Regions from separate parts of the Mus musculus genome. Here region 1 is linked to region 2. Evidence: chromatin contacts called from public Hi-C data. All regions are on one chromosome and are shown on one strand. Each heading gives the region's core, a stretch centred on a gene start, on an enhancer-like site or on the middle of the called end of the contact. The rest is flanking DNA. Distances are from core to core; before and after follow the strand shown. Region 1 overlaps Gm30665 (a long non-coding RNA gene). Region 2 overlaps Prickle1 (prickle planar cell polarity protein 1).

Region 1 (2,700 bases), core at 193-2,692, 580 kb before region 2:
GACAAAAAAAAAAAAAAAAACAAACACAAGAAAAAGATCCAAGGGGGAAATAGCCATATAAACCACAAAGAGACAAAGACACATGTTTGTTCACAGAAAAACCCATAACAGCACACAGCTAGAAGCCATAATACATGCAAAGGTCCTGTGAGACTTTATTAAAATGCTATGACAAAACATGACGCTGCCGCTGAGTGTTTTGTGTTGGCCACTGATGGGCATGGGTGGTTAAACCTTAACAGTGCTTTGTGTCTCTAGTGAGAATCCTTTAAAAGAAACTAATTTTTCAGTTGTGAGTGATTATCGATTGGATATAGAGTCTGGGTTAGGGAGGGGCCTGCATTTACCTTTCCCTTTCAGTTGTAGGACCCACGCAGGTCCTGTGCATGCTGCCACAGTCTCTGTGAGGTCACACATGGAACTGTCTTGCCATGTTTAGAGGGCCTACTTTCCTTAACGTTCTCCAACCCCTCTGGTTCTTACATGCTTTTAGCCTTCTAGTCTGCAGGGTTCCCTGAGCCCTGAAGGGAGGGTTCAGATGGAAACATCCCATTTGGGACTGAGTGTTCCAAGGACTCTCACTCACTGCACATTGTGTGGCTGTGGGTCTCCGTCTTTGTTTTTTTTTTTATCTACTGCAGGAGGAAGCTTCTCTGATGATGATAACCGAGCAAGGCCCTGATCTATGAGTATAGCAAGAAGGTCAGTAAAGCACAAAATGTTCTCTCCTTGCCGTTTGTTTCCTACCTTGCAAACATCTTTACCTCAGATAGGCACGCTGGAAATGTCACCAAGTTCTCTGAAATTAATCATGTCTTCACATTTGAAGAAGACAAACCAATGCTTGACTGAGTCACAGTTGACATTCGGGACTTCAAAAACATCCTCCAGTAAATATTAAATTTCTGGAAACAAAATGAACTTAAAAACTTAACTTTGGTGGAAACAGGTTCCTTGTAGTGAGGAATAGTTCCTGGAAGAACTCCTTTGAGGTAGGCTTCCTGTCCACCACAGTTGCAGAATTATTCGACTTTTCCTTGACCAAGATTTTGTTGGAGTCAGATAATGTGTCAAAAATTGAAGGCCTCTTGAGGCAGAGCAGTATGAAGGCACACACACACACACACACACACACACACACACACACACACACACACACACTTCTGACTGAATTGCTCTGCTTGGCTTCATGCTAACTTTGGCAATATGTTCTAATTTTCTGGCTCATTCTCTGGATCATTCTGTCTTCACCTGTGTCTAGCTTGTTCTCTCTAGCACCTGTCTTTGTAAAACTGTCCCACTAAGACTGCCATACTACCACACACCTGTTGTGGGAAATATTAAAAACAAACCGGCATGTTTCTGCTGGCAACTCTCTGCTCCAGCACCTGGCCAGCTATGCACTGTCAGGCAAAAGCCATCCTGTTTTTATCTTGTGGAGACTCTGACTCAGAACTCCACGTCTCTCCACCCAGCTCACTAGGTTCCCACTGACGGGTCGTTACCATGCCAACCCCGTGCTTCAAATCCCCCATGGCCTTTGTGGTGCACATCTGGCAAACCCACGCTTTGCTGCTATACCTTTCTCTCTTGAACCCAGATGAGCCACCTTGTGTAGGAAAACACAACACAAACCTAATTCAGAAACAGTGATAACTCAATCTCTGGGTGCAGCAACTAAAACCTAATCTTGTAAGCCTTATTAAAATCTGATTCCTCCTGTGGCAAATCCTTGCTGATCTGCCATGATACTGAGAAACTCTAGCAGCTACATCTTACCCCTCTGCTGTTCCATTCCAAAAAGGGCCTAACTCCCTCCTGTGTCCTCTCTTCCTCCCTCCAACCCAGAAGTCCCGCCCATTCACCCAGTGATTGGCTCCTTTATTCATTAGGTGATTGGTTCACAAGAACAGCCAGGCCCATCCACAACATAAACCCACATCCACACACCCACATCCACACACTCACATTCACACACTCACATCCACACACTCACATTCACACACTCACATTCACACACTCACATTCACACACTCACATTCACACACTCACATTCACACACTCACATCCACACACTCACATTCACACACTCACATTCACACACTCACATTCACACACTCACATCCACACACTCACATTCACACACTCACATTCACACACCCACATCCACACACTCACATTCACACACTCACATCCACACACTCACATTCACACACTCACATTCACACACTCACATTCACACACTCACATCCACACACTCACATTCACACACTCACATTCACACACCCACATCCACACACTCACATTCACACACTCACATTCACACACCCACATCCACACACTCACATTCACACACCCACATCCACACACTCACATTCACACACTCACATTCACACACCCACATCCACACACTCACATTCACACACTCACATCCACACACCCACATCCACACACTCACATTCACACACCCACATCCACACACTCACATCCACACACTCACATCCACACACTCACATTCACACACTCACATTCACACACCCACATCCACACACTCACATTCACACACTCACATTCACACACCCACATCCACACACTCACATTCACACACTCACATTCACACACCCACATCCACACACTCACATTCACACACTCACATTCACACACCCACATCCACACACTCACATTCACACACTCACATTC
Region 2 (2,856 bases), core at 124-2,623:
TACACAATAGAATTTGTAACCACTCCTCTTACGTTGGCTACTTTTACTTGACATCCGGGCTCCTACTGGATTGTCACTTGTCTCCTTAATTTTTGTTTTTTTAAATTTTTATGTGATTGGGTATTTTGCCTGCATGTGTGTATGTCTGTACACTATGTGTCTCTGCCTGGTTCCCAAGGAAGACGGAAGAAAGCATCTTGGGTCAGATGCTCTCTTGACACATATACGATGATGGAGAAGCCATACAGCTGCAGGCTGGGATGTGTGGTTCTTTTTAAATGAATGAAATGGTGAAAGGAGCTAGCTAGTTTCCAAGAAAAGAGAGGGGTGAGAAAAGACAAAGGAGAGGCATGGAAGTGTTAACACTTCCTGTGGCTTAGAGGCCGCATGCGTGGATCACTCCTAAGATAATCCCTGAAAAAGTACACCAACTCTGCCAACCTCCAGCTTGCTTCTCCCTCTGATGGCTCTGGTTCTAAGGCTCCTTAACTCCTTGCCTCCTTGCCTCCGGACAACCGGCCCTAAGGCTTCATACTGCATTTAAATATTTAAATGCTAATGGTAGCAGGTACTGTGGTCACACCACCCGGTAAAACTGGAAGCTAACACTGGGATGAAAGTGGATCTCTGCTTTCCTACAATTGTGGTACCCTTTATGTTGTCGAGAAAGTTTGTTGAAAGGCTGGACTAAAACCTGTGTGAGTTTGTGGTTTAAAATGGGGACATTGCATCCAAGTGACATGTCACACGATTTACCCCCATCAGGATAGGGACTCATCCCACATTCTCAGAGAGAACAGCTCTAAGAAGGGATTTAGACCTTTGGTTTAGGAGGCAGAAAACATGGTCTCTCACCATTTGCAGAGCTTTTGTTTTATTTTTCTAGTTTTGAAAATAGAGTAGCATTTAATTTTTAAAGGCTCTTTTTTTAAAAATATTTATATTCTGTTGTTTTCCTCCTACCCCACCCCCCAGCCAGGTTTGGCAGCAGACAAATGCTCCCCGTTTCAAAATTCAGGTTAAATTGCATCGAAAGTAGCAGTTCTCCTGGTGAGAGCCCATGAGTTACTAATTAAAGTCTTAACCCCTAGTCTCTTCCTTTGACACACAGGGGCGGATCTTACAGGGCAAAAGGGAAAGACCCAAGCTGTCTTCTGACTTTCATTAACACGTCCCCTTTTATTGAGGGGGTGGAGGAATGCACCTCTGTTTCCAGTCTTTGCTAAGACGTGAATTGTCTGCACCTGTGTGCCACGGCTGGGTCAGAGGTGAGAACCCCCGCCACCGTGGAGTCGGAAATGAGGCTGCCTGCCCTTCTGTTGGGGTGCCTGAAAGCCCGTTTACTGGCTGGGGCGGTATCTTGCTGAGTCACCATTTCTCCTGCAGGAATGACTGCAGCCATGAGGCAGGTGCTCTTTTAACTCTGCCCCTTTGTGAGCTGTTCTCAAGTTCGAAGTTTAAAATGTCCTTGGATATTTTGCTAGCGGTGTATTTTAACAAGTGACTCCCCCGACCCCACCAACACTAAGAATTTAGTGTTGCACTGAGAGAATTGCTGAAACATCATTTTACCTCGGTCTGGGATTGGTTAGGATTTAAAGACAGAGGGATTAGGCTTTAACTCTTCTTATACAGGAGGCATTTGCCATCCTGGAACCCTCTCTGTAAAGTGACTGGATCAGACTAATAATTTAAAAAAATATATTAATATTTATTTTATGTGCGTTGGTGTTTTGCCTGCATGTATGTTTGAAGGTGCCAGGTCTCTAGAATTGGAACTCTAGCCAGTTGTGGGCTGCCATGTGGGTGCTGAGAATTGAACTCAGGTCTTCTAGAAGAGCAGCCATAGCCCTTAACCACCGAGCTATCTCTCCGGCCCCCTAACACACAAACTTCTTTATATTAAAATATGTCAGGATCAAAACGTTTAAAGAAAACTGGAATCGTGAAGGTTCTTGTTTTCCTTCTTAGTGCCTCGTGTGTGAGCGATGATTTTTAAGAACTATAAGACAAAGGGATAACACACCGTGCTACCAAAGCCAACATCTCAGCCTCAGGACCACTCCTTGACACCTTCAGTACCCTTTTTCTGAGACAGCTTTCTTATTCAGAAATTTAACACCTCACTTTGACCAATAGTGGGGCTGGTTCCATTTCACACTCAATAAGCCTTCCTAAACGTTGGTTGATAATGAGATTAAACAATCAAGTCTCCAAGCTGGACCCATCTGTGACCTGGCACCGTATCCAGTATTCCGAGGGGATTCGCTGACTGCCTGTCCTGGGTGTAGAAGTTTGATGTCAGGGATTAGAAGTTTAAACTGTACGGTTTACTTCAGGGATAACACTCTCGGCTGTCTCTGCTGCCTCCACTGGAAAACTTGCTTAGGAAATCTGGGGGACTGAGCAGGGTCTCTGCGGCCAGCTTTCTGGGCAAGGCAGAGCCCAGTTCCCCACTTCTGTTTAAACTCTTACACCTCGCAGGATCTCACGCATAGGTAAACAAGTCAAGCAGAGCCATCCCCTTACTCGAGCAAGAAGTATCCTTTAAAGGCAACAGAGAGCACTAGCCTGGTGGCCCGTTTTCTTTGGTACTGAGCTGGTTAAGGGAGTCACTTCCTAATTGCCTGAGTGGCACGGGGCCTGAAGTCAGCAAACCCAGGCGTTTGGTTCACTGTCTCTGAGCCCATCCATATGTAAACTAGAAGCTCTTGGTAGAGAAGCATTGCTTTTTAACACAGCGCCTTCTATGTCACCCACAGCAGCTGTCTCTTGGATGTCCTGTGACTAAGCAGCCAGCTTTAAAACTTCATTATTATGCCTTTGGAGATGGAACCGAAAATGAGCAAACTGGTC

Evidence for each region. Hi-C and Micro-C count contacts between places; a contact is called where the count stands out from the background.
Region 1: a contact with region 2 is called in a Hi-C map of Th1 cells, with 2.1 times the contacts expected there. The contact joins two enhancer-like sites. A contact is called at or near these places in 3 of 484 Hi-C or Micro-C datasets (Th1 cells, myocytes and nephron progenitors) and 2 of 115 datasets of contacts at active chromatin or transcription factors (fibro-adipogenic progenitors and stem cell-derived stembryo).

The regions. Positions count from the first base shown.
Region 1 is chr15:94,088,788-94,091,487 of GRCm38.p6, reverse strand. All of the region lies in intron 2 of Gm30665 (a long non-coding RNA gene), which reads left to right. Among named protein-coding and RNA genes, the nearest start is that of Gm30665, 18 kb to the left of the region's middle. Within about 2 kb of position 1,442, at least 22 of the 459 cell types and tissues checked have an H3K27ac peak or open chromatin away from gene starts, as enhancers often do. A contact at or near this core is called in Th1 cells, where this site is marked.
Region 2 is chr15:93,512,543-93,515,398 of GRCm38.p6, reverse strand. It overlaps Prickle1 (prickle planar cell polarity protein 1), which reads left to right. Exons shown (of 8, transcript NM_001033217.5): 2 at 2,763-2,856. The coding sequence starts at 2,818. Among named protein-coding and RNA genes, the nearest start is that of Prickle1, 82 kb to the left of the region's middle. Within about 2 kb of position 1,373, at least 51 of the 459 cell types and tissues checked have an H3K27ac peak or open chromatin away from gene starts, as enhancers often do. A contact at or near this core is called in Th1 cells, where this site is marked.